Regions from separate parts of the Gossypium arboreum genome. Here region 1 is linked to region 2. Evidence: chromatin contacts called from public Hi-C data. All regions are on one chromosome and are shown on one strand. Each heading gives the region's core, a stretch centred on a gene start, on an enhancer-like site or on the middle of the called end of the contact. The rest is flanking DNA. Distances are from core to core; before and after follow the strand shown. Region 1 holds the start of LOC108477520. Region 2 holds the start of LOC108461760 (protein SEMI-ROLLED LEAF 2).

Evidence for each region. A called contact is a pair of places that touch in the nucleus more often than the background predicts.
Region 1: a Hi-C map of leaf shows a contact between it and region 2, with 2.2 times the contacts expected there. The contact joins the promoter of LOC108477520 here to the promoter of LOC108461760 in region 2. A contact is called at or near these places in 3 of 5 Hi-C or Micro-C datasets (all in leaf).

The regions. Positions count from the first base shown.
Region 1 is chr12:84,881,240-84,886,053 of ASM2569848v2, reverse strand. It overlaps LOC108477520, which reads left to right and starts at 1,530. Exons shown (of 4, transcript XM_053022930.1): 1 at 1,530-1,584; 2 at 1,795-1,876; 3 at 2,780-3,009; 4 at 3,371-3,600. The coding sequence starts at 1,530. The coding sequence ends at 3,600. It overlaps LOC108479732 (ATP synthase subunit O, mitochondrial), which reads right to left and starts at 460. Exons shown (of 6, transcript XM_017782492.2): 1 at 244-460. The coding sequence starts at 363.
Region 2 is chr12:84,645,041-84,649,731 of ASM2569848v2, reverse strand. It overlaps LOC108461760 (protein SEMI-ROLLED LEAF 2), which reads left to right and starts at 1,685. Exons shown (of 20, transcript XM_053022538.1): 1 at 1,685-2,288; 2 at 2,393-2,467; 3 at 2,771-2,886; 4 at 3,738-3,852; 5 at 3,988-4,116. The coding sequence starts at 2,154.

The sequences.
Region 1 (4,814 bases), core at 281-2,780, 240 kb before region 2:
TAAGATTATAAAAATATGCGCCATTCCGCCTAAGCATTCAATCTGGCTATCCTCTTCTTCTCTCACAACGAAATCATAATAGTAGCAGAATAGCAAAGGCAAAGAAAATAAATATACAGAAACGAAAATATAACCTAAATCAGATTCGGATCACCTCACATAGGAAAAAAGAAGGTGCGACTGAACTAGGATAAAATATATAATAGAAAATAGAGAATGGAATCGATGAGAGATGACAATTACCTCGGGGCAAAGTAGAGTTCGGTGAAGAGTAGCTCTGGGAGTGTGAGAAGGCAGGGAATCGGATCTCAAAAGCCTGTGAAAGATAGGGAGAGTGGATCTGACGCGCGCTGCCATCGCCATTTCTAAACACAACCCTAATTCTTACGTTGATTCTGGAGATCGCTTTCTTTGGCGTGGGAAGTGAGGGAGAGTGTATTTGAGCCTGAGGGTGAGATGTACTGGACTTGGAATTGGGCTGGGCTTCAGTACTTGTGTCATCTTAACTTGACGGCCGAACGAAAAGGCTCAACAGTTCCGTGGTAAACTATTATCTCCTCGACATTGCGAGTTAAACGGAATCAATCAGCTGAGAAAAATATTAAATTTAATTTATTTAAAATAATTAATTCTATTGTAAAGATAATTATATATTTCAATAATTTAATAATTAAATTACAAAATAGATACATGGTAAAGATTTATATATTTTTCAGATATTGGTGTTAACTTTATTTATTATATATATATTTATTTTATAAAATATGAGTGTTGCAAAACTTAGTTTAAATAGATTTAATAATTAAGTAATCGTACCAAATTTAAAATGATTAGTGATGACTCCTAATTAGAATGATATTTAGTGTTTAGCATATCAAATTCTCGTATATTTATTTCATGACCGAATGCATTGTATAAAATTATTTTATATCTCTATAATACATTTAAATTATTGATTGAGTTAGTATCATAAATCAATTAAGATAACTAAAATATTTTTAAAAATTAACAAATATAATTTATAATGGTGTCTTTGTTTCTTTTATATTTTAATATAAATCTATAAAAATCAATTTAAATCTTGAATAAATCTAAAAAAATTTATATGTCATGCAACTTGAATCCACAAACACTATAATATTCAAAACCTTAATTTCATCATTTAGCAAAAACTTTCTTTATTTTTATCTATTTTTTATAATATGTTTTCTTTTCTTAATTTTCACCTAATATCCCTGAAGTCAACATCTATACTATCTAAAGTATCACTTTCAAAAGAAAAACCTAAATTGTCTAATATATCGCCTACTTATACTAAAGACCATTACTATTTACTACGATGGTTATACAAAGTATGACTTTTTCATACCTTTTTCGTTGCCAAAATCATACTTTTTCCGATGAACGGTGCATTTACTTATTATTAATATAAAAATAATGATAACAATTAAATTAAAAAATATAACAATACTGTAACATAAAAAAAAAGGAAAAAAAAAAGAAGAAAAAGCAAGCGAACCTAGTGTAAGATGGGCTATGTCTTGGTCTTTTGGACTCTCCATCCTCCAACTGAAGTTCGATCTAGTTAGTCTTAGACAGACAGGCCTTCTACCTTATAATCTCATGGGATGGGCTGCGTGGCTATATGGAAATGGATAAATATTATATCTCTGCTTTCTTGGCCAGTAGATGTGGAATCTCAATAAGTCTTAAGCCACCGCATAATTGAGAACCCATACTAAACGGAAACAAACAGGGAGGGCAAAAGGTGAAAGTTATGGTTTTGGCATACAGCATCTCTCAAACCCTCATCTACAACTGCAACTATCAGTTCAAGGCTGATAAAGGTTGAGAAGGATGAACGCGAAAGCAGATCGTAAAGTTTGTCAAAGTCGCGGATTTGACTTAGGGCTCTAGATGTTCGGAAAGAAACTTGGATTTTTTTTTGACACAACCTGAAACGAAATTAAATCCAAGTTAGATAAAATAATTAAAACAAATAATAAATCAAGGATTCAGGAAGTGAATAAAGAAGATAAATGGAAAGATAGAACGTGGCGTGTAGAAGTCCTAAGAAGCCTTGGAAACACGAAGAATCCACAACCCCTTCAAGCGGCTCTAATTTCCTCCAAGATAAAAACCTTGGCAAGAAAAAGTTTGAAGATGATCCCACAATCTAAAAAGATTGTTAAAACTCTTCTAAAAGAAACTCAAGAGAAATTCTTGAAAAGAAAAAACTCAAAGAGAATTTATTAACTCAAAAGAGAAATAGAATAATAATCAATTGTTCCTCAGATACAATGCAAAGGCCTATATATAGGCTAGATAAATAAATCTAAATAAAACTCCTAAGTATACTAGAACTCTAATTTAATCTAAACAAGAAGTAGTTTTAAACTAAACTTTCTTGTTAACATAAAATTCTAAATAACTTAAAATACTTAATAATTATCAAAATTCGGAATAAAATAATAATAAAATAATAAGAGCTAATAAACAAAATATTGTGCTTATATATAATAAAAATTAAGCCTAAAACTTAAACCCAATATGATTTAAACTCAAATTAAAAGCCCGAAACTCGTAATTCCCGTCTTAGAAATTCTGCTCGCGTAGTCTTCACTAAAATGGTCATAACTTGAGCTCCCAAACTCAAAATTGAGTGAATCAAAATGCATTTCGAAGCTAAGAGATAGATCTTCAAACAAATGAGACATCTCAACCTAAAAATGCCAGGATCCCATCCAAAAAGTCGTTGAAATTCTTCTGATTTCCCAAGCCTGAAAATTGACAATTTTGATGATTGGAATCTAATAAATTTCACCCCATCTGTGCATGTATCAAAGGCTCTCGACTTTGTTAAAATAAAGTTATCTTCGGATTCAGATCAAACAAAACCGAACGGAGTATCTGGATTCCAAGCAAAAAAGCGATGCTTAAGGTGCAAAACCCTCTACTCTGATGCAGATAATTCCCCTACTTCATGCTCCTTCCACGGCCATGCCACTGGTATATTATTCATCTTATCAAATGTATACGTCACAACTCACAAACAAGTTATTCTCTTTCTATCATCATATTCATATTCTTTCTTAATTTTATGATAAAAAGGAAGGAATAACAAAGAGTTTATCCTTGAAATCCAATAGAAAGATTTGCTATAAATATCTTAAATCCCAGTTAAAGTCCATCAGATCATAGAATTAAAATCAATGATGGTGTTTCCTGGCTACATGTATATGTTTTCCACTTGCTAATTGATCTGGTTGTGTATGTATATGAATCAGTTAATTTCTTAAGCAGAGAGTCAGTCCCATTCCGTTACATTCCTTGACTAATTAAAGCTTAGAGTCATTGTAAAAATTTGCAGGAGAGAAAGGATTATTTGCATTGGCACCTCCACACCAGGGGATTGATGGAGACTGGACGGATGGCTCTGGAGTCATCGTCTACAAATGGAATAACGAAAATAATAGACCAAATACTGGACGCGCCAATTGGAAAAAAAGATGGAGTTGCTGCCAAGAATATGATGAAAATGCACCACCTTGTATTCGTGGATGGCATGTCTCATACGATGACGGCTTCACTTTATATTAGATGCCATTTATATTTTTTGTTTAGTATAATACCATATTGACATTAATCTAGGTTCAACTTGAGAAATGCTTCCATTGTATATACGACGTATGCATCTCAATCTCATAGTTAATTCCTTTCACTGTCAACGTTTGCTCATCTTGCATAAATGATAAGAGTGATGAAGACCCAATCTAGCATGTGAAAAGAAAAAAACCAAGGAGTGAGGTCCTGTCCCCTTTGGTACAATCAATCGAAAGCTAAGGTGTAAGGTCTCGTCCCTTTTGAAGAATTGGTTAAGGTGCAATGTCTCGTCCCCTTTATGCCCATGGAGGTCAAGGTGAGTAGTATTGTCCCCCTTGATAGAATCAACTAAAGATCAAGGTGTGAAGTCAAAGGTTTTCCCCCCCTTACACCAGGAAAGCTAAGGTGAGAGGTCTCATCTCTCTTGGTAGAACTATCGAAAGCCAGGGCGAGAGGCATCATCTCGCTTGGTAGAATCAACCTAAGACAAGGCAAAAGGTTTCATCCCTCCTTGATGACAATATTAACTTTTCCATGATAAAACTGTCTTTTTAGACCTAGGCGAATTGTATGAACAAACCTTACAACCTATTTAGGCTAAAATTGCCTACCCAATCACAAGCATGCATGTTTTTTTCGAAATAATGCAATACGACCATTCAACAAATGTTAAAGCACAAACGTGCATACACAAAAGCTATTACACAAAAAACATTCCAAACTAATTTTATTGCAAATGAAAGCAAAATGAATAGGACGACGAAGCCTTGAATCAATCTCGGTGATAATAAAAGCAAAAATGCAAATTTATTAATGTTAGTAAATACTTACAAAATGTGTCTCTAAATAGACATAGTAATAAAAACATCATTGCAAAAATGCAAATTTATTAATGTTAGTAAATACTTACAAAATGTGTCTCTAAATAGACATAGTAATAAAAACATCATTAATCATCTTCAAAAGAAAATTTTTTAGGGATAGAAGAAGTTCCGCCAAAATTTCTTTTTCCTATTCGCAATGGCTTGCACATCCCAACATCATCTATCTTAACTCGAAGTTGGAGGGACAAAATATGTTAAGGGAATTAGAGATACTTCACACTATGCTAAGAATGACCCTATGAATCGAGAGGATCATGTGCTAGTTGAATAATGCTTATAATGGGATCTGAATGTTCGTAATGTTGCTAGTAAATGACTATTAGAATT
Region 2 (4,691 bases), core at 436-2,935:
AAATTTTTCTAGCTTTTACTAAAATTTTCAAATGTTCCTGATTTAGTCCTAAATTGTTTCTAAAGTGATTTTAAGCACTCAAAGGCTTTAATAAGGGACTCTATGCATGTTAATGATGAATTATGTTATGATTTTTTTGAAATGTTTGAAAATGAATGATTTAGATTATGGTTACTCGACAATACTCTAAAACCCTATTCTGGCGACAAATATGGGTTAGAGGTGTTACATAGCCCATCAATAGAGATCATATTACTTGGGAAACTCACATGAAAGATTGGATCGAATTAAATCATCTGAGACAATCCCTTGCAAAATGTACATTTAGATTTGATTGAAACTCTAAGAGGTTAGCTGCCAAGAGTCCACATTTGGTTTATTCTCTATTATTATATTGTAAACATGTTATAGTATTATTGTTTTAATGAGATTGTTATAGACCTTCTATGTTATCAAGTCTTGAACTTAAATCTATTTAAGGGAGAAACTTGTAAATGTTTTTATACTGAACACTTATGTTGTTCACATTAAGGAACTCTTCTTAGAGTGGAAACTATTAATAAGATTGATTGTGTTGTGGTTTTTACTTGATGAGTTCACAGGGGTGAACTTAGTGGTGAAAGTATTGTTTTTCAAGGTTTGAAAGTGAAAAGAATCATTACAAGGTGTGTTATAGGTTAGGATAACTTGTTGAAACTGTTGAAGAAAGTAAATATTTTTCATTGAGCTACGCTCCACAAATGTTGGGAAATCAAACTGTGTAAACAATTCCTGTGTGTTCTTTGTGTTTTCAGTTTCCAAATTTGGTGTTAGAGAAATGCCCACTTCCCTATCACTCTTTCAAGCACTTTGTTTTGTTTGCTAGAAACGATTTTAAAAGTTCAATGTAAATACCAAAAATATGTTTATAATAAATTGATCACTATTATCTTATTCTACTGTGTACATCCACATTTTTTTTTAAAGAAAAACTTTTCACCCATAATGAGTTGAAATGAAATCAGTAAAACAATCCAAATTTTATCATTCCTACTATACCAGGTTAGATATAATATTATTGTTAAGCAATTCAATTTAAACAAACAAATCGGGTTCAAGCTACATTTATGTATTTGAGTTATATATATATATGAAAATGTAAATCTGAAAGGATAGAAAACGAGTAAGAGGGGAGAGGAGAACATGAGTTATACAAGGTTGAGTGGCGATGGGATGTGATAAAGCGTCTAAAAAACGGCTCATGATCTTGCTTCAAGGACAGCAAGATCCCCTATGTAAATTGAGACTATTTCTTTGTCCTGATGAATGATGAACGAGTGGATGTCCATTAATGCCGTTTTATAAGGAACAAATAAAGGAGTTAGTTGAGGAAACAGGGACATCCACATAAAAATAAAAAACCAACAGAAAACTGTTTAATCCAACAATACCTTACCTAATAAAGTAAAACAGAGTAGAGGCGTCGGTCCTAATATTTTGTCTACATAGACATGGGTCTCGCGTGATGTGCCCAAATGTTTGACACATTTTATTTGACTAGAATTTATATATTATTTGTGGTTTTATAGGAACTCGTGTCTACATCAGAACTTTCCAACTAACATTAGCATTTTTTCCTTTTTGGTTATGCTTCATAGAAAATAGGAAAAATACCATAAACGTTAACCTAAATTTATATGCTCGAAGGTTCCCATCCCACATTTACCACTTATGAGCCCATGTATTTTGATCCCACCTCCTAATCTTAATGAGGCTTGAAATTTGATTTTAAAGCCCACATTTACCGGGCATGGCCTCGGTGTAAAATGGTAAATTGCCTGATTATTTGTTTGGGTACTGTAAATTGCGTGATTGCAACTCTGAACTCAAAAAGCGAAGACTATAAATATACAGACGACGGAATATAAAGAGGGAGAGGGAGAGAGAGAGAGAGAGAGAGAGAAGAATAGCATTTCCCTACGGTAAGACTTTTCCTCGGCCATCCTCTTCTCCATCCCTCCGATCCCCGAGAATTCGTTCTTTCTAATCTATACATCGATCTTTCTCGTTATCATTTCAACTGGCTCGTAAATTATATATATAATATACTAATAATATTTACAAAAAGAGAAAGAAAGAGGGGGAGAGAGAGGTGTATGGTTTTTTGAGCGGAAATGGGGATGATTTCGAGGGGAGTGATGCCTGTCTGCGGGAGTTTGTGCTTTTTTTGCCCAGCCTTGAGCACCAGATCTAGGCATCCCGTTAAACGTTACAAGAAATTTCTCGCCGATATCTTTCCTCGATCTCCGGTTTCTGCCTTTATCTTATCTTCTTTTTCTTACTTATCTAATTTTATAAGAATTTGCGTGGTCTTTTTCCTTACAAAAACAGCTTTTTCCATTTTATTTGGTAGGACGAACAACCTAATGAACGAATGATTGGTAAACTATGTGAATATGCTTCCAAGAATCCTCTTCGTATTCCAAAAGTACGCTTCTTTCACCGATGCTTCTTTTTTTCCACGTTTCGATATCCTCAATTATATGAAAGGTTGTACGCTAGAATGTAATTTTCAATGTACACATCCAAATGATCTTGATTTACCGACACCCTTGTTGGTTTTCATTTTTCAATGAGCCACTATCTCATACTTTAGGCTTTCGGCGTGTTCTCTTTGTTTTTGGTTCTATTTTATCATGATTTTCTTTTTATTTTTTGGTTTGATTTACTTATCAAAACCATTGGTGTTCAAAATCTAATTTTCAGCCTTCTGATTTTTTCCTTTAATCAGATAACAAGTGCATTGGAGCAGAAATTTTACAAGGATTTGCGAACTGAACAATTTCATTCTGTAAAAGTCATTATGCTTGTCTACAAGAAGTTGATTATTTCTTGTAAGGAGCAAATGTGAGTTACTATTCAGCTTTCTGAATGTGGAAATGCAATAAGGTCATAAAGTACTCAATAATTCAATTGCAATGACTCATGCTGCATCTAAATTTGCCAGAAAATTTAATTCGTTCATGTTTATGATTGACTTCATACCAGGATATTTTTCTGATAATTAAGATACGCCTTCCTTTCTTCACCTCCACTTAAGAGTCTGACAGACCTCATTATCAAACAGTTATTGGTTCCCACTTCACATTCTGGTTTCTGAACTTGAAAAACAGAGTTTTCTTCTCTAATGTATAAAATGCTTCACAATTTTCAGATTTTTCTCAATATATCTTAGGAAAGCGCTTTTTAATAATGTTTTCTGATTTCAAGTAAACATTTATTGGTCAATGGGAACCTTAAAATTATCACTAAATTTATGTCTATATGCACTAAGAAATGCATTGAAGTGCATTTCCAAAATTTGAATCATGATATTTGTAGTATATACATTTTAGACACACATGCACGCTTAGATACTGCTTTCACAGCGTAAGACTATATGAGCTGACCACCATTAAGGTTAAAAAAAGGAGTTGCTAATAATTTTTGTGAATATCATTAAGTGGTCAGTGTCTTACTTAGACAATTAAGGATAGCGTCATGCATACAAATATGTTGAAAAATTAATGTGAAATACGAAATGTTTTTTTTTTTTTTTTTTTTCAGATTATTGAAATTTGCAGTGCTTCTTTCTTGAGATTTTTGGAAACTATTGAAGCAAATCGAGCTTTAACAATTAAATATTTTTAGCTGTTTTTAAAGACATGTCTAGAACACTTAAAAGTGATATATGTTTGTTGTTATATACCATGTTACAGGCCATTATTTGCAAGTAGCTTTCTTACCATTATACAAGTCCTGCTAGACCAAACAAGAATGGATGATACTCGTGTGCTGGGATGCCAAGCTCTTTCAGTTTTCGTGAATAATCAGGTAGAAGCTGTTGATAGATTCTTGCCACTTTATAGCATAACTTTTTATCTCAAGTACTTTTCTATGGAAAGGTTGAGATTTTGTAATTCCACTGAAACCTCTCATGCTAATCTTTCACTATTTTTGACTAGCCAGAGGGACGGTACTTATATGTTCAACTTAGATGGGTTGATTCCAAAACTTTGTCTTTTAGCTCAAGAAATGGGTGAGGACGGCAGGGTTCACCATTTGCGTTCTGCTGGTCTTCAAACCCTCTCGTCAGTGGTAATTTTCTATGACTACTGAAGATTCTTGCCTAAGACCTATTGTTTTCTCATTGATCTCCTTTGGACTGATAGTAATATTAGTGCTAGTTTTCCTGTGACCATTTCCAGGTATCATTTCTTTCAACATTGAATCCTCTAATTACTTTTACATATGAATTTGAAATCCACTAGTGTTGTGGAACTTAATGGCCCTTCTTACTATAAGCATAAAGAATTTTGCACCATCATGATCATTGCTTGTTTAACAAGAACTATACCAGAAAGGAAAAGGAACATATTATGTACTGAATTTCAAAGTAATGGCTGCAGGTCATTGAGGATGTAGATTTTGTTCTTTTGTAGTTCATGTCACAACTAGTGGCTGAGTGGAAAGAGCATACAGGGATAATATAGATTCCACAGATAGGAAAACATCTCAATCCAATTAAGAAATCAGTAATTTATCCCTCTATTTTCCCATTATTTTTTCTCATCTCTCCAATTTTTTCATTCCCTCTGCCATATATATTTAAATTGTCTTTATTTCATTTACTATTTTATCCTCTTATTTAACAAACTTTATTTCTATAGCTC